Linked DNA regions of Zea mays: region 2 is linked to region 1. A link is a contact called in public Hi-C data. All regions are on one chromosome and are shown on one strand. Each heading gives the region's core, a stretch centred on a gene start, on an enhancer-like site or on the middle of the called end of the contact. The rest is flanking DNA. Distances are from core to core; before and after follow the strand shown.

The links. Hi-C and Micro-C count contacts between places; a contact is called where the count stands out from the background.
Region 2: a Hi-C map of tassel shows a contact between it and region 1, with 2.8 times the contacts expected there. The contact joins the promoter of LOC103629647 here to the enhancer-like site in region 1. A contact is called at or near these places in 3 of 25 Hi-C or Micro-C datasets (ear, leaf and tassel).

The regions. Positions count from the first base shown.
Region 1 is chr6:102,187,434-102,193,053 of Zm-B73-REFERENCE-NAM-5.0, reverse strand. No RefSeq gene overlaps it. Among protein-coding and RNA genes, the nearest start is that of LOC100280474, 49 kb to the right of the region's middle. Within about 2 kb of position 2,618, at least 16 of the 20 cell types and tissues checked have an H3K27ac peak or open chromatin away from gene starts, as enhancers often do. A contact at or near this core is called in ear, leaf and tassel, where this site is marked.
Region 2 is chr6:102,314,431-102,319,476 of Zm-B73-REFERENCE-NAM-5.0, reverse strand. It overlaps LOC103629647 (twinkle homolog protein, chloroplastic/mitochondrial), which reads right to left and starts at 2,695. Exons shown (of 21, transcript XM_008650737.3): 1 at 2,177-2,695; 2 at 1,515-1,645; 3 at 1,165-1,220; 4 at 1,000-1,057; 5 at 789-932; 6 at 552-635; 7 at 396-476; 8 at 243-308; 9 at 18-131. The coding sequence starts at 2,603.

The DNA of each region.
Region 1 (5,620 bases), core at 1,369-3,868:
CCAACAGAGCCGAAGTGACCGCCGTCACTTCGCCGCTCCACTGACCGGCGTGACAGAAAGACAGCGCCGCCTGCGCCGCTCCGACTGCGGTGCCACTTGACAGAGTGAGGCTGACAGGCAGTCAGGCCCGGCCGCAGGCACCATAGGAAGCTCCGCTCCGCCCGACCGAGGGCTTGGACTCGGGCTAAGCCCCGGAAGACGGCGACCTCCGCTCCGCCCGACCCAGGGCTCGGACTCGGGCTAAGCCCCGAAAGACGGCAAACTCCGCTCCGCCCGACCCAGGGCTTGGACTCGGGCTAAGCCCCGCAAGACGGCGAACTCCGCTCCGCCCGACCCAGGGCTCGGACTCGGGCTAAGCCCCGGAAGACGGCAAACTCCGCTCCGCCCGACCCAGGGCTCGGACTTGGGCTCAGCCCCAGAAGACGGCAAACTCTGCTCCGCCCGACCCAGGGCTCGGACTTGGGCTCAGCCCCAGTAGACGACGAACTCCACTCCGCCCAACCCAGGGCTCGGACTTGGGCTCAGCCCCGGAAGACGACGAACTCCGCTCCGCCCGACCCCAGGGCTCGGACTCCACCCTAGCCTTAGCCGACGGTCTACGCCTCGCCCGAACCAGGGGCTCGGACTCGACCTCGGCCACAGAAGACAGACTCGACCTCGGCTTCGGAGGAGCTTCCACATCACCCAACCTAGGGCGCAGACCAGCCACGTCAACAGGAGGCGCCATCATCACCCTACCCCGAGCTGACTCGGGCCACGGGGAACAAGACCGGCGTCCCATCTGGCTCGCTCCGCCAGATAGGCAATGATGGCGCTCCGCATACTCTGTGACGACGGCGGCTCTCAGCCCCCTTACGGAAGCAAGAGGACGTCAGCAAGGACTCAACAGCTCCGACAGCTGTCCCTCCGCCAGGCTCCAGCGCTCCTCCGACGGCCACGACACCACACCAGCTGGGTGCCAAAATCTCTCCGGCTGCCACAACGGCATGTACTTAGGGCGCTATCTCTCCTCCGCTAGACACGTAGCACTCTGCTACACCCCCCATTGTACACCTGGATCCTCTCCTTACGCCTATAAAAGGAAGGACCAGGGCCCTCTTAGAGAGGGTTGGCCGCGCGGGGACGAGGACGAGACAGGCGCTCGCTTGGAGCCGCTCGCTCCCTCTCCCGCGTGGACGATTGTAACCCCCTACTGCAAGCGCACCCGACCTAGGCGCGAGACGAACACGAAGGCCGCGGGATTTCCACCTCTCTCACGCCTGCTCCCGGCCACCTCACTTCCCCCCTTCGCGCTCGACCTCGCGTCGACCCATCTGGGCTGGGGCACGCGGCGACATTCGCTCGTCGGCTTAGGGACCCCCCGGTCTCGAAACGCCGACAGTTATAAAATCATAACTTTTACATATGATATCGGATGAAAATAAAGTTTATATAAAAATTGTAGAGCTCGAAGAGATCTATAACTTTGTAGTACATCAAATTTTGTTTAAACGTATCTTTAGACCAAAATCATTGAAATAATGTTCAAATTTATATCAAATTAATATACTTTATCATTTTTATGTGGGGGGACTTAATGTTATCTCCACGTGAGAACTTAAGGTTATCTTTGTAGAGACTATTTATAAGTATTGGTAACTTATTTGCAATTTTCGATCGACGCTACGTTATTTTATGGATTTAATTGTATTTTGATGATTTTCTATGGCAAGAAATTAATAGATGTATAAATAGCCTCAAAAATCATAAAATTTTACGGAGGCACAACATACGTTCATATATAACCATAAAAATGTTTGGATCATAAGATCTATAAAATGTCCGCGTTTCTTACATTTCACTTTCACTTATTTGTATGAGTTACATATGAAATCACTGTAAGTATCTAAGTTTCAACATAATCAATACTTTACTTTATCATTTTCATATGAGGACTTGAGTTATCTTCGTATAAAATGTTTATTAGTTTTTGTAACTTATTTCTAATTTTTGAGTGAAACTAGAATATTTTATGAATTTTTAATAGTATGGTGTTAGTTCTACAATGTCCTCGTGATTAGTAACTTTGAAATGCATGATGTCAATTTTATCGGTTTTCTTTCCTACATTTGATCTATCACATACATGATTATGTATTGCTTAATTTATGTATTTGTTGGATGGTTGGACAATTCATATCATTGGAACGAACTAGCCGATAATTATCCGGTACATACACGAGTACTATCTGTTATCCGTTTCTTACCCTCCCAGATTATTACCCGGTCCCGTCCTATATCCGTCCTGAATCTTAACTACCCCTATCCGCTCCCATATCCGGGAGAAATACATTAGGGTAGGATACGAGATGACCCTATATCCAGCTATATCCGTCCCGTTTTTTATCCCTAAAGGTTGTTGTTGTGTGTGTGTTTTTGCCGCCGGACTTTTGAACTGGTCTGGCCTGATATTTTAACGACTGGGCTTTTTTGGACTGGTGCCTTATAAAAGAAAAGCTATAGAACAATGTTTGCTGGATCATCGGCCCAATAGCACACTGCGTGGTATTTGTATGTATCTAGTCTAGTCCGATGCCAGCGGAACGTATCCGTGATGACTGATGAGCTCTGCCGTTTGTCCAAAGGCCCAAACCAGACCAGCCAGCCGAAGGACAAACCAGGCGGTGGGCGAGCGTGTACACTGTTGCAGTACGTACGCGGGGCGTAACCGCCACGGCGAGCTGGCTATGCGCGGCCCCGGCCAGCGTGTATACACGCGAATCGACGGGATGCAGTGCAGTGACGATGATGAGATGATGCATGGCCAAGTCGGTCGTTGCAGGCATGTATTACTATAATAATTAAACCAGCTTACGTCGTTGATAAAAAGTTGGCACACACGAACTAAGACCGGCTCCAACAAGGCCCTCTAAGGGCTTGTTCGGTTACACAAATCCAGAGGGGGATTGGAGGGGATTAAATCCCCTCCTAGTCAAAAATGACTAGAAGAGGATTTAATCCCCTCTAATCCCCCTCTGGATTGGTGTAACCGAACATGTCCTAAAGGGTTCTCTACCCTAAATATAGAGGATCAAACGGTTCTCTACGCTCTCGGTCATCTAAATTTAGAGGACGCTGTTGGATTCTCTATATATAGAGTTTCTCTAAACGCCCTCTATCCATTTGAATACTTTAAATAACCGGTTTAGCAAAACTAAAATATGTACAGTACATTTGAGAGTATAATAAATACGTATGTACAAAAAATAAAATTTAAAAATATCTCTAATATGGGTATTTGAGTATAGAGGACGTGATTTAGACGGTGTTGTTGGAGAGAAATGAGATATACAGGTTGAAATCTTTTAGAGGAAACTGTAAAGCACAGATATAGAGGATGAATATAGAGGACGTTGCTGGAGACAATCTAATATCTTTACGTGGCTAGTAAAGGGAAACTTGCACCAGTAACGAGTACTACTAATTAAACTAATGACGTCGTCTTTGCAAAACCTCAAAATTACAACTTCTTTTGTTCTATATATAGTTCTAGTGGCTAGTGTTACGTAGTAAAAAGAAGGGCGCCGTATTTGTCACCGATATGGAGAACCGAATTTTAACCCTCTATTAGTGTCTTAACAGAATTTTCAAGGTATAATTCCCAACCTTCTTCAATTCTCTAGACTAGAAGGGTACTTGACTCTTGAGCAGGGGACCTAGCATGTCGCGACCTTGCCTGCCCGCAACACACTAGTAGAAAAGAGTTCTAAGGTAGCGGCATACAAAAGTTTATACTGACGATTTCAGTTACAGTACGCTAGTGAAAATAAATAGGTGGACCCGTCTTAAGGAACCGTCAGTGGAAAACAAATATTTATACTAGCGGTTGTTTAAAGTGAACCGTCAATGGAAATATCGTATACACTGGCGGTTCACTTAACTAAACCGTCAGTGTAAAACAGATATTTACACTGACGGTTGTATTAAGTGAACCGCCAGTGAAAATATATATACATTGGCGGTTTACTTAATGAAACCGTCAATACATTGCATGATTACTCAGTACCAGAGAATGATCAGTACCCCAATTTATTGCATTATTACTCAGTACAGAGAGTGATCGGTACCTCGATACATTGCATGATTTCTCAATACCAGAGAGGTGATAACTACCAACGTCATTTTCCCAATACATTATATGATTACACAATCTATACCCTGCAATCTGAGATACACTAAATAAATATATAACTACTTCATTACATACACTGACGGTTTTCTTAAACAGCCCGCCAGTGAAAATAGGTCTAACACCATCACTATAAAACTCTTGTGTACTAGTGACAGCAACCATGCAACATACCCCTAGTTCTCCAACCTCCATGGAACACCGAACACGCTGCCGCGCAATACTCCGTATACCTAGCCTTGTCACGGACCCGGAGCATAGAGGGGGAGGAGATCAGCACAGCACACCACGTGTTGCCATCATGCCTGCCTAGATCATCGCACGATCCTTCACGGACACTCCCTCCCGTGAGTCCGTGACCACCTTTCTTGATTCTTGGTCAACTCAAGCTATATATATACCGGCCGGCCTACTGCTGCTGTGCTGGTGAAGTTCTGGTGCCTGTGCCTGGTGCTACTACGTACACCTACAAACGACAACAGCGCACTCTTGTCTCTCTGAATTCGGTGCTCTCCCCGCTCCCGTTGTCTCCGTACACTGCACTCGATCGCCGTGACCGACCTGCAGACGTACGACCTCCCGGCCCGTTCGACGTCTACCATCAGTGGCCGGAATCTGCGGCGGCGAGCCCACGTCCGTCCGTGTTCCTGTGGGCGAGCGAGTGTGTGGGTGTGGGGACGAGTGACCTGTGCTGCCAACGTCCCCACTCCCCAGTCTGTCTACTCCAGCGCCTACATAAAAAAAAATACGAGCACTGTGCCGCTACAGCCAGGGAGTAGTAGCTGCGCTGCGCACCGCGCCACCACCGCCCTCGATGGGTGGCCGGACCTCCCCGTCGTCCATATGTCGTGTACTGCCGTCCGGCAGGTGTACGGAGACACGGACGCACGCAGCCGAAAGGGAGGCGTGGCTTGTCAACGTGCAGTGTCGACCGGTACTGCGGCTGCGCTGATTGTTGATACAAATCTCGGTGGCTACTTTTGTTTGATATTATTCGTAGTGGCCGTGGCAGCGGCACACGTCAACTCCGCCCGTGTCCGATCGTCCCAGCCTAACCTAACCTCTGTCCTCTGGCCGAGCGTCGGCGTCGCAGGCTCGCAGCTTGATTCCGGCACGGCTGAACGTACATGCATGCATGCATTGGCCGGCCCTTGTTGAATTGGGACAAAAAAGAACATATGTGCAGAGCGCGCGGTTCGGTACGTAGCGTTTAGTCGTCCGTGGCGCCTGCCATGTATCCGTTTAATTAGTTTCACTGCGCCTGCATGTGCACCGATCGACGAGGACACAGCTGGTCGTCCACAATGGATTTAGGTAATCAGATCTCCACAGCTGAATATTCCATGAGAGTGTTGAGCACTAGATTGAGCGACCGGACGGTCCGGCCCTGAGGCTGGACGGTCCGCGGTCCGGACGGTCCGCGCCTGTGGGCCGGACGGTCCGCGCGTGCGCA
Region 2 (5,046 bases), core at 1,446-3,945, 130 kb before region 1:
TACAAAATAGTTCTAACCTGTTCTTGGTCTGGAATCTTACTGGACACTTTGGGTGGTGCACCATCTGGCACACTGACACAATTACGATAACCAGCTTCATCCATGGACAGCTTATCAATTTCACCCTCCACCTGAAATGTCAAAAAACAATCAAAATGCAAGCATGGAATCAAATGAGTTGATGCATATTTTCCAAGAAAAAATCACACTATAAAAAAACCAATCGGAGATCATGAACATACAATGATAACATCATGTGCACGCTTTATATCGTCCAGACCATAAAAAATTTTCTCCGTGTTTGCCTCCTGATACATAAGAAAAATGCATATTAATAACAGTAGATCAAAACTTTTATAGGTAAAAGCATAGTAAAAGGGATGAGGACCACAAACCTGTGAAAATGTCTTATCGACTGCCCTGTATTTGCAGCCAACAAGAGCTCCATCACGTCTATAGGTAAAAGCAATGGATATCTGCAAATGATGTGACATATTTATAATCCTATAATAACGGCTGTTTGGCCAATTTAGAACTGCCACAACAGTTACCTTATTATTCCAGTTACGTTGCATGACTTTATTCCTCCGAAGTGTTTCCGCCGAAATCATTCTCGTAGCAAAGTACTCTACAAGCTGTCAAAACCATCGTTTTATAGAATGCCAATGTACAGATCACAGATGCTTTTAGTAGTATACAACAAAAGTAACAGAAACACTACAACCAAATTTTTATATTTTTATAGTTTACAAAATGCCATTTTGATTTAAGTAGCAATAGTTAATTACCTCATCACAGAGTGGCTCAAGATTGAGGTCCTCGTCACTGATTTTTCTATAAACCTTATTTGCTGCCTTCTTAGCTTCAACCTCTTGGTCAGTTTCACTTTCTATGCCACTCTTTCCTTGGGATATGTTGGTAACTCCATCAGCCTGCAGACAAAGAGTGACATCAAGATAGTTTCTTCCAAAAAAAAAATCATTCGGTTCATGCACGTACCTGGACAAAACCTCTCCAGCCACACTTAGACCTAAAACAGTTCCATGTTGCATTTATGCTGAAGAAAATGACATAAGGAACGTGAGATGATAGTTAGATCCTGAAATATATAGCTGAAGGAACAACAGGCCAACAAAATCACATATTCAGGTGTGGACAACTCACCCATCCTTTCGGATGTAGACACTGAGACTCAATTCCTCACTAGATCCACCATTGCACTAGCAAACAGAAGGAAAGTTATACTTCATTATTTGTCACCAGATAACCCGACATCCAAAGCAATGGATCACTAAAAATAAATGATACATCAGTATTGCATGTGAATTGAAATGTTATCTTGACTCACGTAATTTTGAATGGGTGATTTAGAGATGTGTCATTTCTGTGTAACAATTTCTTATCATTCATGTCTTCAATCAGATAGATTACTTGGTTATAAAGCTAAGATATAATTCATGGATAGACAGTAAACTGGAAGCAGCACAAGGTTGTAAAAAACAGATGCTCCATACCTGTGGACACAACATGCGCTGAAAATTTCCAAGTCTCCACTGCTTGGGATTAATACCTTCGTTTTTCAACTTCTGAATGATCTTCCCAAGCCTCTCCTCAGAAGCAGTTGAGTAGTTTTTTGCCGAAAGAACTGTAATGCAAAAACGAATGAACTGTAATGCAAAAAAACACACTAAATGGTTTAAAAACAAAGGTGCTTCTGCATCCAGTTGTTATAAGCAGAATGAAAATAATTAAATTATAAAAAATAGCAGCCTAAGTAGAGGAGAACAGACAGTGAAATTGAGGCCTAGTCAGCGCATATCACCAATTAATTTATATACGTCAAACAGGCTAACACCATTCGACTTAAATTTCTAAAATCATTTGAGCACGTGCATTGATCCGCTCTGCTACAAATTCCAAATCTCCAATTGGAGGAAGTTGCGTTTGAAGCATTTTCCAAATGTGAGCTCGCTCGGGACCATGAAAACTCAACACTTGTCTAGGGTCGAAGATACAACCATTGGCTGCGAAATAAATAAAACATCGACCACGCAAATTACCATACTTCCCCGGGTGCTTAGCTCCTAAGCCAAAGCCACTCAAAGTTCTTTTTATATACTGAAAAACGACAGACACATGGCAACGAGTGCTCCAGAGCTCGGGTACAGCGCATTACCGTTCCTGGAGCACGGGGGGGCGGGGGCCGACCGCCGCGAGTCGGGGGCGCTGCGCACGCAGCAGACCACCTCAGGCCGCCTGGGGACGCGTCCCGGCGAGAAGGAGTGGAGCAGCCGGATGCGGTGCCCCCCTGCGGCGGCCGTCGCAGCTAGACGGCGGCGCGCAGCGAGGAGCGGGCCCGAGTCCCCGCTGGCCGCGGCGGCGGAGGCGGCCATGAGGAGCAGAGAGTGGAGCGACGGCCGCGGGGGCATCACGGGGCACCGGGTAGGGTTCCGGCAGCCTGGTTGGTCAGAGGCGCGGGGACATGGGGCAGGCAGAGCAGGGGAGGAGGGGTTTGGGTGTGGGGGGCTTGGTAAAGAAGAAAGGGAGAGGCGGGGCGGGGGAAGATAGATTGGGTAGGAAGGGGGGTTTAGGGTTTTGTTCATTTCGCCTTCAACGTCGTCGTCGTCCGCCGCGCGTGCGGCGTTCCGGGGTTTCTGCGCCGTGTCTTTAGGGTCGGGTCCCGCTGTTCAGCGACGAATGGTACGAACGTGACAAATGAGGAGCCTTTCACCTGTGTGTTAGACTGAGCAGCTCTAAATGCCTCTAAAAGAATATTCTTTGTTCTTTACAGAACTCTTTAAAACATTCTGTCCTCTATATTTTCTCTATCTCCAATAACGTTCTCTAAATTTGATCTTCTATATCTACAGTAATAATATACTCTATATACTCAATTTTTTAACAAATTAATACAATTAGAACTCATGTACGTAACACAAAAAATAAGTTTTTTTTTATTTTGAAAGTTATATATTTTTCGAAATCATACTAGTACGTAGTTGAAAACCGAATTCTGGAATCTAAAAATATTTTTTATTCATATATTTATTAGGAGAACAATGAACTCAACGATGTTGTATATATTTTTTGGTGCTCGAAACAAAAAATGTTTGTATTTGTCAATAAAGATTCGTTGAATGCTTAAATTAATTTGAAATGTGATGAACAATCAATTTTTGCTTTGTGATGGTGTATCCGTATCGGCTTTACTTCGTGGCTTCCATCGTGACTGCGTATATAGCGCGTGCTTCAGCAACCGCTACATTTAGAGTACTCTGGAGGAGCGCTACAATTTACAGGGTTGTTTCCCGGTTGTTGTTGGAGGGTGAGGGGAAGCCGAGAAACGTTATATTTAATGTTCAGAACCGTATACAGGTCCTTGCTGGAGGCAACCTTAGGCTCCCAAACTCTTACTATGCCAGCTTTAGTGTTGTCTATTACTTCTCTAAGAAAACAATTTTCTCCTTATTTTCAAAAGAGTTCTAGAAAACACCTTGTTTGGTTGTAAATATAGCTCATCCTAAAGTTTCTTCTAAGATATAGAGTCGATGAAGACAAATACATAGAAAATGAGTTATTCCCTCTTTTCTAGGAAGAGCTCTTCAAACAATCTCCCCTTTAGTAGATTTTTTAAAGAGTTGTTGAAGAAGCTCTTGAAAGAGTCCTACCAAAAGAGACCTTATTATTTCACGCTTCCTTATATCCCTTCAAAATTTTAGAAGTCCAAACTACCTCCACCATTGTTGTTGAAAGTCACCTAGAGGGGGTGGATAGGCGAAACCTGAAAATTATAATTCTAAATATAAACTAGATCCCTTGATTAGTGGTTAGAACAAGATTCACAATTACCGGAGTATAAACTTAAGTCCTTTGCTTGCAATGAGTATTGTATTCAGAGTGCGGAATTTAATCAATAACAATACTACTAGGAATGTTGGTGGAGAATAATGCAAGAGGGCTTAGATAAGAAGAGTAACACAAGTTCTTTCTTGCAAGGAGTTGCTTCTCTAAATGTGGTTTTAACTTGAAGCAACACAAAAAGATATTAGCAAAGAGTAGCGCAAGAGAACTTAGAGAGGGAGAGAACAAGCAAATCACAAGCAATAAACACAAGGGACACGGGTGATTTGTTTTACCGAGGTTCGGCCCTTGAAGGCCTAGTCCCCGTTGAGGAGTCCACTAAGGACGGGTCTCTTTCAACCATTTCCCTCTCTCTATCGATCCCAAAGATCGGCGAGCTCTTCTTCTTCTCAAGGATCACTTAAGACCCCGCAAGGATCACCACACACTTAGGTGTCTCTTGCTAGCTTTACAAGCCTCCAAAACTTTGGAGGAAGTTCAATGGGAGTCAAAACTCCACGCACAAATGAACGCAAGATGTAGCACACACTTTCTCTCAATGAATCTCACAAGGCACTAGAGCTAAACTCACACGAGAAGCTTTCTTTTGCTTGCTCTCTCTTTTGTGGCACTTGTGTGGGTTGTAGTGGTCTAAATCTTGTGTATAGGATGGATCAATAAATAGAGGTGGTTGGGAGGGCTTGAATATGTCAACTATATGACTTGGAATGTTGCTTGGGCTCCCACACCTTGAAGTGGCCGGATGGGGTGGTATTTATAGCCACCAACCAAATTGTAGCAGTTGGAGAATGGTGCTGGCGATGGGCGCACCGGACAGTCCGGTGCGCCGCCACGTCACCCTGTCGTTAGGGCTTAGAGCTGGTCGACCGTTAGAGGCTTTGTCCTCATGTGGCACCGGACAGTCCGGTGCCCCTCTGACCTGCTGCTCTGACTTCTGCCGCGGTACTGTGTTGCACTGTTCATCCGTTAGAGTCGACCGTTGCGCGCAGATAGTCGTTGCTCCGCTGGCGCACCGGACAGTCCGGTGAATTATAGCGGAGCTGCGCCTGGGAAACCCGAAGCTGCGGAGTTTGAGTTGATTCACCATGGGTCCGGTGCGCCAGACCAGGGCACACTTCGGTTTCCTTTTTGCTCCTTTCTTTTGAAGTCTAACTCGTTCTTTTTATTGGTTTGTGTTGAACCATT